Regions from separate parts of the Mus musculus genome. Here regions 1 and 2 are each linked to region 3. Evidence: chromatin contacts called from public HiChIP or PLAC-seq and Micro-C data. All regions are on one chromosome and are shown on one strand. The core of a region is the stretch at or near the end of the contact, and the rest is flanking DNA. Distances in the headings are between cores, read along the strand shown. Region 1 has its middle 22 kb from the start of Runx1. Region 2 has its middle 29 kb from the start of Gm41499. Region 3 overlaps Runx1 (runt related transcription factor 1).

Region 1 (3,225 bases), core at 220-2,719, 160 kb before region 3:
TAAAAGGGGATTTAGTAAAAGGAGCCAAAGTCCACGTGCTCTAAGAACGTCTTATGTTGCATGCCTGCGAGGGATGCATGTGAGAGTATGGTTGCTGGTATAGTCCGCTCCAGCTTCTCCAGCATGTACCCTGAGAGCCTGCCCAAGCTCCCGTGCTCACCCTTGGTTTAAGGCCGTTCAGCCGCCATTTTGACATTCTTCGTGAGTTTTGAACAAGGGACCCATTTTTTTACTTTATATAGGATGACGTGGTTTGACTGAATCCCTCAAGATCAGGTGTTGGGAAGTTAATCTCCAACAGTGCTGGGGAGGAGGACTTAGTAAGAGGACTTCAGTGGCCTTCATGAGCGGGCCTGACCTCCATGTGTGAGTGTGACCTCCATGCGTGGGCGTGGCCTCCGTGTGGGCGTGGCCTCCGTGTGTGGGCATGGCCTACATATGTGGGTTGGCCTCATTACCTCATGGGCTTTGTCTTCGGGAAATGGCCAATGTTGTTGACTAGGGTATACTTATTTCGATAGTGCACTGGCATAAAAGCATATTTGGCCTTTTCTACATCTATTTCTCTTGCCCTTCTGCCTCCCATTATTTCCATCCTTCATTAGCCCCAAGCCCTTCACCTGCATGTACCATTCTCTTGGACTTCCCAGCCTCCAGAACTCTGAGTCAAACGGGCACCTGTTGTTTATAAACTACCCAGTATGTTGCCCTTCACTGTAGCGGTAAAAATGTCTAGGACGTTCACAAATTGTAAAGGCTCAGCTAAGTATAGCTGGGTGGAGAAGTGTGTGAGGTCTTGGGCCTACATAAAGACCTGGAATGTTCTGTAGTAGGAATGAGAGGTACTGAGATGCTTGGGAGAGCAGGAAGTGTGTGGGAGTGAAGCCAAACACTGAAGAAGTGATGAGCAGAAACAAGGGCCATGGAGCCTGCTGCACACTGACCAAGAAGGAATAAGAGCATCTCACTATTAAGAAATGTGTAGCATGCTGGCCAGAAATGATAGTTAATAACGTAGATGAAGCTAAACTCTGAGTAAGGGTCTTCCTCGACGTTCATATACAATATCTGAGAACGTGCTCCCACTTTAGATAAAAATTGAATGAAACTAGCTGAAATGCCTATAAAAACAGAAAGAAAGAAAAAAACTAAGTTCCTTTTAAACAAGTCAGTTTGGCTGTAATGGTGGAAATACATTCCTTAGGAAGACACCAACATCATACCATTCAGTGGATCTCTCTGCCACAGAAGTCAGTGAAATGATCTATTTATCCAGAGTTAAATGTATCATAGGGATTTGTGTAAGACTTGGCTGGATGCCCCTCTCGGCTCATCGGGCTTTTTTCTGGAGGCTGACATAATAGGGTTTTTGAAGGAAGATGAGTGATCACAATTGGCTGTACTCACTCTATCTCAGTCAGTATGATTGGCTGATCTGAAGTTATAGCTGCATACTGCCTCCTCAGACTCTGTGGTGATGTCATCTTATCTCCCTGGGAGGAACTTGGGTCTCTGCCTGTTACTGAATTAATTAGTTCCCCTCTTAGTAAAGTACCAGGTTTCACACCAACTAATTGAAAAGCTAAACGTTCAAAGTCAAGGTCACCATCTTGAAAATTACTCAATCTATCTTTTTGGGTCAAAGCATATTTCTCTCATATTCCTTTATAATTACTACTAATATATATTTAAATCACATTAGCTAGTTTTTAATTATGAAAAACTGATATAGGACATGGATTTTTTTTTCCAGCCATTTGTGTGCTGATTAGCCTTTGCCAACTTGACACAAGCGAAGGCCATCTGGGAAGAGGGAACTTCAGCTGGAAAAAAAATGCCTCCATCAGATTGGCTGGGCTTGTAGGCAAGTTCCTGGACTACTTCCTTGATTATTAAGTGGTGCGGGAAGGCCCATCCCAGGGGACCAATCCCAGAAAGGGTGGTTCCACCCCTGGGCACGTGGTCCTGGATTGTATAAGAAAGTGGGCAGACCAAGCCAATAAGCCCCTTTCCTCCACGGCTTCTGTTTCCGCGGTGCCTGCTTCTAGGTTCCTGCCTTGAATTCCCGGCCTGCTTTGCTTTGATAGTTGACAGTGGTGTAGAAGTCTAAGCCAATTAACCCTTTCCTCCCCAAGCTGCTTTAGGTTAAGGTGTTTCATCCTAGCATCGAGAAAAAACGGATATAGTTTGTCTTTCTAAAGCTGTGCTGGCACCCCAGAAGCAATTTTAAATAGCTTAAGCCCTTATATCACTTTCAACCTTAGTTACTTTTAGAAACTGGACAACTTCCGACTTTATAGGCAAAAGTGGCAACTTAAGAAATGGGAAACCTCATTGGCTAATCAAGGGCCAGAGACGCCCCATGGTACCTCCCGAGAAGACGCTCTTGTTTGTGTCAGACACATCTTAAGGTGACTATTTTTATTCCAATCGCATCCTTACAAGTGTGTGATGTGTGCTCCAGCAGCGTGCAGGGCAAATCAGATTGAGCTCATCAACTCTACTGTCCGAGCTTAAGAGACCACAGGGAGGGACCGCTCAGCCTGGAACCAGGAAACGCGAATTTATCTAGGGTGCTGGGAGACAGTTAAAATTTTCTTAGAACTAAGAAAACAGATGGCCTCAAAGGTCACCCTCCAAAAATGAAATCGTTTATTAATTTATTGATAAAAAGGATTTACTTCACTTGGTTTTTCCATGCTCCCTTACTGCCTGCTCCGTTCCACAAGGTCAAAATGGTGGAAGCACATGCTCACAATTTTGTCGCCTTTTAACAGCAAGCAGTCTGGCTCTAGACCCTTTCTACTCCTTAAGAAGTCTGGAAAATGAAAAGGACTATTTACTCAGTTAACTTAAGCTCTCAGGAAAATAAGCCAGATGAGTGTCGAATGTATCCCTCACCATGCTAGTAGCCTATTTCTACCGTAACAAACCACAGAGAAATCCCTCCATTCTCTTAAACAGTTTCTTGGACATATCCACAAGGTGAAGGTTTTTTTCCTGCCCTGACAGTCAACTTAATTCCCTTAAAGGTGATGAGTGATGGCCAGGGACATTCTGTTTTTCTTTCTTGCACTGAGGTTTTAATTCTGGCCCGTCAACAGGTCCATGTTGGAACCAAAAGGCAAAGGCAAGGACCAGAAGCGAACAACATTATCCTGTGGTTTAGGCTGGATAAACTCACTAAAACAGTGGCCTCCTCGACTGAAGGCTGAACTTGTAAAG
Region 2 (3,404 bases), core at 172-2,671, 240 kb before region 3:
AATCATTGTTTGAGTTATTGATGCAAATGGGACACCCAATGCAGTGGTGTTTGGAGGGTGGGAAGGAAGGTGCATTTGGAGTCTCCCTGTGCAAGACAAGAGATAGTGTATTCACTGGGGAGATAACTCTCTTTGTAGAGAGAAGGCTTGAGTCTCAGTGTCCTTACAGAGAGGTAAGGCTTCTCTTACCCAAGAGAGTCATCCCTTCATGTGCAGCAGACATAGCTCCCAGCAGCTAGAAACACCTGCATCCTTTGGTTCCTCCAAATCTCTGTTCATTCCAAGGCCAGGCTACAGAACGAGCTTCCTAATGAAAGAGGAGGAGGATGGAGTTCATGGACACTCTGGTTGGATCTTCACCTTCGATTCTGTGTGGCAACCTGGCTTCAGGGTGGCATTCCATGGTGCCCACTTGTGCCGTGGCTTGATGCTGCACGAACCAGCTAGAAAAACCTGGCAAGCATGGGTCTCAAGTGGTGAATAATTTCGAGATCTGACATCTCTGAGCACGGGTTCTCCCTTTAGCCTTCTGAGGCCCGCACTGCTTGAGGAACATCACAGCAGAGAGGCAGAGGTTGAGAGGAGTGTGGGAAGGAAGACGCCCTCCTCTGACTATCTGACTATACTTCTCATACCACCCCAAGATGGACCCTGCACACCCCAGGCTGCAGCAAGCCATCAACATGACAGGGATTCAGGGGCCTGACTTGGTCTTCCCACGTGTGCTCAAGCTGTTTCCCCTGCCTGGGGAGTGAGGAGGGGGGGTGCGGGGGGGGGGGGGGACTGGAGACTTTCACACCTCCTTCCTCTGTCGCTCCGATACCTTCCACATGTGGGACACAAGGGAGGCCAAAACCTTTTCCTTCTTTGACTGGGCTGATTGATTTCACATGCCCACTCCATGTGTGTCTGGGCTGCCGGAGGATCTGACACGCCCATCACCCATCTGCTCACGCTTAGAGAGGGCAGAGACCTGGAAGCCACACATGGCAGAGGTCTGCCTCTCCACTCCCTGGCAGGAAATACCCTATACTGCAAGCTTTCTTCTAGTTGAGCATATAACCGTGAAGTGGGGCCTCTGCCTAAAGAGCTTCATATAATGCTGGGCAGGTTGTGTAAGCCCATTAAGCCTCACTTTCCTTAGCTGTGCAATGGGGCTAATGCCAAGATGTGTATACAAATGGATCGGGATGATTCTGGTAACTGCCTCAGGCATCAGGCTTCACACTGGCTAGCCATCCGTTTCTCCACAGAGAATTCTGTCTGCCATTGTATTCTTCTCCCACATCTGCTCCTAGATATGCACCCACTGAATTCCTTACTGCACACCTAGAGAGGAAGACAGACAAGGAGAGGGGGCCACAGGGTCCCTGTGTTCATTTGTCTGAGACCAACCTGCACGGTTTCCAGTAGCTCTCCCTCCACCACCACCACCACACTGCTTCCTGTCAGATGTCTGCTGCATGTTGCCTTCCCCCACCACCCAGGCAGCCCCATCCTGAGTTGATTTAGGGAAGGTCTTTCATGTGGCCCCCTGGATCTCTAAACCCTTCCTGGAGCAGATTTATTCATCTCTGTTCCCGTGCCTCTTTTAACTTGGTGCTTGATTTTGATTTGTTTCCTGGATTTCCCAGCTGAGCCCAGAGATGGGGATGAAAACTTCCATTGGTGGCAGCCACGAATGTCATAAAGGAGTCAGCCGCAGCATGTTTATGGAGGACAGCTGGTCCCCAAAGCAGGGAGAATGGGGTGCAGAGTGGAACATTCACCTGGCACGGAGTTGTACTACTGTATGTGTAGCGCTCTCTCTCTCTCTCTCTCTCTCTCTCTCTCTCTCTCTCTCCCTCTCCCTTTCCTTTTGCTGATTATTAGAAGGACTCATAGCCCTGATAATTTGGAAGACTGCCTATTATTGTGATGCATTACTCCACTTGCTTATTTGCCGTAATAGATGAAGTATCTATCAAACTAATCATAAACGTGGCAATAAGCAAGTGAACCTTGCCTTTCCCTTCCCTGGCCGCTCACTATGTCAATTTTTTGACAGGGCCGTTGTTTTTAATCTCAACTTCTAGTTATTGGCCCAGAAGTGACATTGCACATTTTTCAAGTTAACTGCACAGAAGGAATTAGTAAGGCCTATATAAACCACTGTGTGCTGCACACAGTAGCCCATCTACCTATAACAGTTGGGAAGCACTGATGAGATAGAAAACAGCTTCCAGAAGGGTCTCTGTGGTTCAGAGCTTCACAACCCCGCCCCACATCCACAAGTGTATGCGAGTGACGGTCTAGACAGTATGACTTTGCAAACCGTGTGGTCTCTGGCAAGTATTCTACTCTGATCTCACAATCCGAAAGCAATTTACTTGTGGCACTTGATGAGTGACCATGACTATGTACAAAAAAAAAATTATTTGTGGACACAGATAGTGGGAACCAGCATTCATCTATGGCCCATAGTCTGCTGACTGTTTTCTTAGAATAAAAGTTTGTTATGCAGGACGAGGACGGTAGCCCCGCTGACAGAATACTTGCCTAACATGAACAGAGCACTTAGCCCTGGGAGACAGGGCTGTCTGTCACATTGGTGCTTGGAAAGTAAAGGCACGAATCTCATCCTTGGAGACATAGTTTGAGGTCAGCACTGGCTCAATGAGACCCTATCAAAAACAAAAGCTTAGGAGGGCTCAGAATCGGGACTACCCAGCAGGAAGTGATGCTCACCCTTTAGTGTTTTAGCTTTGGGCATCCTGTGTGAAAACTTAGCTCCTTAAAATCACAAGGGTTCAAGTCTCCTGTCCAGAGCCTTTGCCATAGCAGCAAACTCCCACTGCAGGGAGAACACTGGCCTGTTTGTTTCCCCCAAGGTCTATGAGCCTCTGGAAGTAAGTAGCTTTGACCTCTTCCTCAAAGTCTAAAGCATAAACAGTGAGACCTCCTACATCCTGGATTTAAAAACTATTAACAGAAATGCTGAAAGGACTCAAACTGAAGTTGGGAGACATAACCCAAAGGAATGGGTCTCAACTGGGGGTGGTCTGGCCCCAAGTGACCACTTAGCAATGACTTTTATCTCTCACCCAAACTACTGAGCAATGTGGGCCAAATCTCCTCGGTAGTTAGACAGGCTCTCCCCGTATCACCTGCAAACATGGGCATGACAGGAAAGCCAAAGTAACCTATAAAAACCATTCTGCGAGTCCGTTAGACTTTACTGTAGAGACCACAGCTGCTGCTGAGCACCCTGCACCAGACAGCTCCCCTCTGGCCCCAGTGAAGAACTCTGCTGATGTTGAGACAACCTGGAATCGAAAATACGCATCCTTTCACCAGCTGATAGAGTTTATCTGAAGTTTGCATAATGTAGCCTTCCCCGTCACCATACAGGATTGTCCGTGCCA
Region 3 (3,399 bases), core at 833-3,332:
TGAGAGCAAAAAGACTCTGTCAAGTTGTGTTTTTAAAAGGCTAAGAAGGCGGGACCCGAGCTGAAAAGGGAAGCTGCTCTCCTTTTTCTTTTTTCTTTTTTTCAATTTAGCTGAATAATTGTCTCATTTAGGAGGGAGATTAATTTAATTTAAGCTTTTCGTAGTTCCAGGCCTCAGCTGGATCTTGATCTAATTACAATGAATAGCGCTCACTTTTTGACAAGTGCTGTCCGGTTCCCCTTTTCATGCTAAAAAGACCATCCACATTAAAAAAAAAAATCATAGAAGTAGAATTTGCTGCTGACTCTGTCTGTAGAATTGCCACCTTTACCACTGTTGTGAAAGCAACTTTTTAAAGGGGTAGAGGTGGGGTTGAGAGTCTGAAGGGGAGCCAGGCACTCGGGTTTTCCTTCCCTTCCAAGTATTGGGGAATCCGTCCCAATTCCTTTAGAAAAACAAATTTAGCTGGTGTTGTCTTCTGTTTACCCTGAGAGGGACCTATCTGGGCTCAGCCCTAAGGTCACTTTCAGAGAACAGAGAGAAATCAAACTTATTGTAGTCAAGGAAAGGGCCAGTTAAGGTAGATCTCCCTGCCAGCCTAGCTAAAGGGACTGTGGCTTCCTTGAGGGAAGAAATTGGGTCTTTTCTGAGCTTTGTTGCTGTGGTTGTTGTTGTTGTTATTGTTGTGGTTGTGGTTGTTCTTCTTCGTCTTAGTCTACCAGGGAATCCCAGTTTATCAAGACACTAAATAACTGATTTTTAAAATGGTCTTCAGGAGTTGACGTGGTCCCGTCTTGAGCTACCACATGGAAATGTTTATTTTTCTTTTCAAAAGAATTAAAGACCTTACACATTGCCTTTACAAGCCACGAAAAATAATTTTTTCCTTTTAACAAAAATAATCACTGCCGTAGAGATTCCCCTTTACAAATGATTTTGGAAAGACCTCAGTGTGTTTCCCTGAGTGACAGCCAGGAGCCATGACAAAGGTCACGGTGGACAGGGAAGTTGAAAAATCAGACCTCTGGATTAATATCTGTCACCACCTATGCTGTCCCACAGAGGGACGGCTGCTTCAAGGAGCTCACCAGTCAGTAGATAGAATTTGCGGAGGGAAAGGAGATTTAAAGGCTGGGTTTAAGAGGAAGCTGGACTTGGAAACAGACCATCTTCCTTGCTGTATTTTCTATGGGCCCTGGCCCCTCTGTGTGCCAGCTCCTACCAAACACACAGAAGCAGTTTCTACCAACAGTCTTTACATTTACATGTGAATTAAGATTCCGGAATCTCTTTAGGGGTTAACCCTGCAGGACTTATCCTATTCCCTGCTGCCGCCACCACCCCCAGATAAAAATCGGATGATGTGAAGCCCTGTTCAGATCACTTGTAGAAGAGCATCTCCCGGAACCTTCCGGAATCTTGTTAAGTCCTCCGCTTTAATCTTCAGAATTATCAGGAGACTTACAATCATGAAGTCCCTTGAAAATTGATTAAAATTATGCTAATTAGTCCTCCCATCCTCCACCCCTCTTTCCACCTATAGACTGTTTATCTCAGCATAGAAGAAACACTTAATTTCACTGCCGAGAAACTGGGAAATCTGCTCCATACTACACAATATTTGCAGATACCGTCTACAAAGTTGTCTAGGTGACTTGCAGTAGATTTTATAATACTGTAATAAAAGAATTTGTTTAGCCCCTGGTACACCAGAGCACAAAAATATAAACATACCTTTATCAGGGAAGTTCAAAGACCATGGGTGCTGATGGAATATGCTTTCCAATAAATAAATAAATAAATAAATAAATAAATAAAATTCTGGCCGGAAGACCATGATCCCTAGCTATGTGTTAAATGTCATCTCAGATAAATTCTACGTTCCATTCCACAGCCTCTTTGAAACTCTGGAAGATTAGAGAATTTGCAGTAACTAAGTTGTTGCTTTAATTTCAACCTGTAAAATTGTTGGAAAATGCCAGTTTCAAACTAAGAATAGGCTAGCCAAGAACAGTGCTGGGAAGTCCTCAGAGCAGAGAAGACAGCTGACATTTGGCCCAACTTCCTGATACTTGAAGAACAGAGAAGTTCAACAAAATATGAGCTATCTTGGGCCAGCAAGTCCCTTCTTGTCTGTTTGGTCTGTACTAAATGTAAATGTTTCTCTTGCCTTACCTATTGTTTATAGCTTTTTACTGCAGACACTGCTTTGTATTTCTGTTTGAAGTTTGATTTCTTTTCATTATTTCTATATCATCTCTCAGTGACAAAAATCTATATCAAATTGGAAGACATCTTAGCTTTAAATAAAACAACAACAGTGCTAGTAACCTAGCCTAGGTGTGCTTGTCATTGTTTTAAGTACAGAGTTAAATGTCCCTGGATTTAATTTTGTCTCCTTCCCTTCTCCATCAAAACTCTTTGGAGATAAATCAAAAAGCCCAAGAAGTAGTAACCGAGCCACTGGATGCCCCCTTCCTGCTTCCTTTAGAAATGGGGGTGATGCAATTTAAACTCCTAATTTTTAGACTTTTGAATTCCAACATCAACAAGCTTTTCTTGGCCACCATGGTCCTCTTGTGCTGTAGACGAGGGGGCCTCATGGGTTTGACCTCTTGGTAATGAGGGATCCCTGGAACAACCATGGTAAACTGAGGCACGGTGGGGCACAGTGGGAATTCATGACTTGGCGTGCCTTTGGGCGCTCTGGAACAGGATTTATTCATTTTGGCCTCTTAGGAGATATGGGCCCCAACAGTCAGGCATTCAGACTGGAAGCCCGGATGTCGATTCAGTGCCCTCGGAGCCCAGTGGGTGTTGAGATGAACTGGAAAGGCCTAGGTCTCCACAGGGAGATGAAGGCAAGGAAGTGAAGCATTTTCACAGAGGGTATCTCATCCTTGTGAGCAAACTGTGCAGAGGGAAATGAAAACATTGATGAGAGAGATGGGGGGAAAAATAGACAGAAAACAGAATTTACAGGAGTAACATTTTGTAGGAATAGAAAGAAAAGATAATAATGATCAATTAACCGAGCAGGGGAATTTATTTCAATGATGTTCTTTGAAACAAAAGAGTTGTCTTATTACCACTCCTAATTAAAGGCATCAAACATTTGTGGTGGGATAGAAACATCTAATTACATATTGCTTGGAGAATAAGCGTTTTTAAAATCTCCTTTGTAGAAAACACGTCCAACAGTTGACATGAAAGGGTTAAAAGCAGAGGCAAGGGGCCGCAGGGTCCTTGTTTCACAAAGCAAGTGAGTGAAAACAGATAAAAATTAAAGAGATAGCAAGATACATACCCAGTCCTAGAGAGCAGAGTGTCCTAGTGATGTCCTAGGGGTCCCCTCTGTCCATTTCTCAGGGTAGCTGGGGCAATTTCCTGACATAGGTT

What was found. Hi-C and Micro-C count contacts between places; a contact is called where the count stands out from the background. HiChIP or PLAC-seq counts read pairs in DNA pulled down with a chosen protein or histone mark.
Region 1: an H3K4me3 HiChIP or PLAC-seq map of bone marrow-derived macrophages shows a contact between it and region 3, with 2.1 times the contacts expected there. The contact joins two enhancer-like sites. A contact is called at or near these places in 1 of 39 promoter capture datasets (erythroid cells), 2 of 15 datasets of contacts at CTCF or cohesin (CD8 T cells and thymocytes), 11 of 484 Hi-C or Micro-C datasets (CD4 T cells, the HL-1 cell line, the MC3T3-E1 cell line and 8 more), 14 of 115 datasets of contacts at active chromatin or transcription factors (the 230-238 cell line, CD8 T cells, the SCID.adh cell line and 10 more) and 4 of 9 other capture datasets (adipose tissue, embryonic stem cells, liver and 1 more).
Region 2: a Micro-C map of the G1E-ER4 cell line shows a contact between it and region 3. The contact joins two enhancer-like sites. A contact is called at or near these places in 3 of 15 datasets of contacts at CTCF or cohesin (CD8 T cells, the NIH/3T3 cell line and pro-B cells), 12 of 484 Hi-C or Micro-C datasets (the C2C12 cell line, the G1E-ER4 cell line, cranial neural crest and 7 more), 16 of 115 datasets of contacts at active chromatin or transcription factors (the 230-238 cell line, the NIH/3T3 cell line, the SCID.adh cell line and 11 more) and 3 of 9 other capture datasets (adipose tissue, embryonic stem cells and pancreatic islet).

What each region holds. Positions count from the first base shown.
Region 1 is chr16:92,846,200-92,849,424 of GRCm38.p6, reverse strand. No RefSeq gene overlaps it. Among named protein-coding and RNA genes, the nearest start is that of Runx1, 22 kb to the right of the region's middle. Within about 2 kb of position 1,469, at least 14 of the 459 cell types and tissues checked have an H3K27ac peak or open chromatin away from gene starts, as enhancers often do. A contact at or near this core is called in bone marrow-derived macrophages, where this site is marked.
Region 2 is chr16:92,925,933-92,929,336 of GRCm38.p6, reverse strand. No RefSeq gene overlaps it. Among named protein-coding and RNA genes, the nearest start is that of Gm41499, 29 kb to the left of the region's middle. Within about 2 kb of position 1,421, at least 62 of the 459 cell types and tissues checked have an H3K27ac peak or open chromatin away from gene starts, as enhancers often do. A contact at or near this core is called in the G1E-ER4 cell line, where this site is marked.
Region 3 is chr16:92,691,009-92,694,407 of GRCm38.p6, reverse strand. The region is part of intron 3 of Runx1 (runt related transcription factor 1); the gene reads left to right. Among named protein-coding and RNA genes, the nearest start is that of Gm30281, 70 kb to the left of the region's middle. Within about 2 kb of position 2,082, at least 18 of the 459 cell types and tissues checked have an H3K27ac peak or open chromatin away from gene starts, as enhancers often do. A contact at or near this core is called in the G1E-ER4 cell line and bone marrow-derived macrophages, where this site is marked.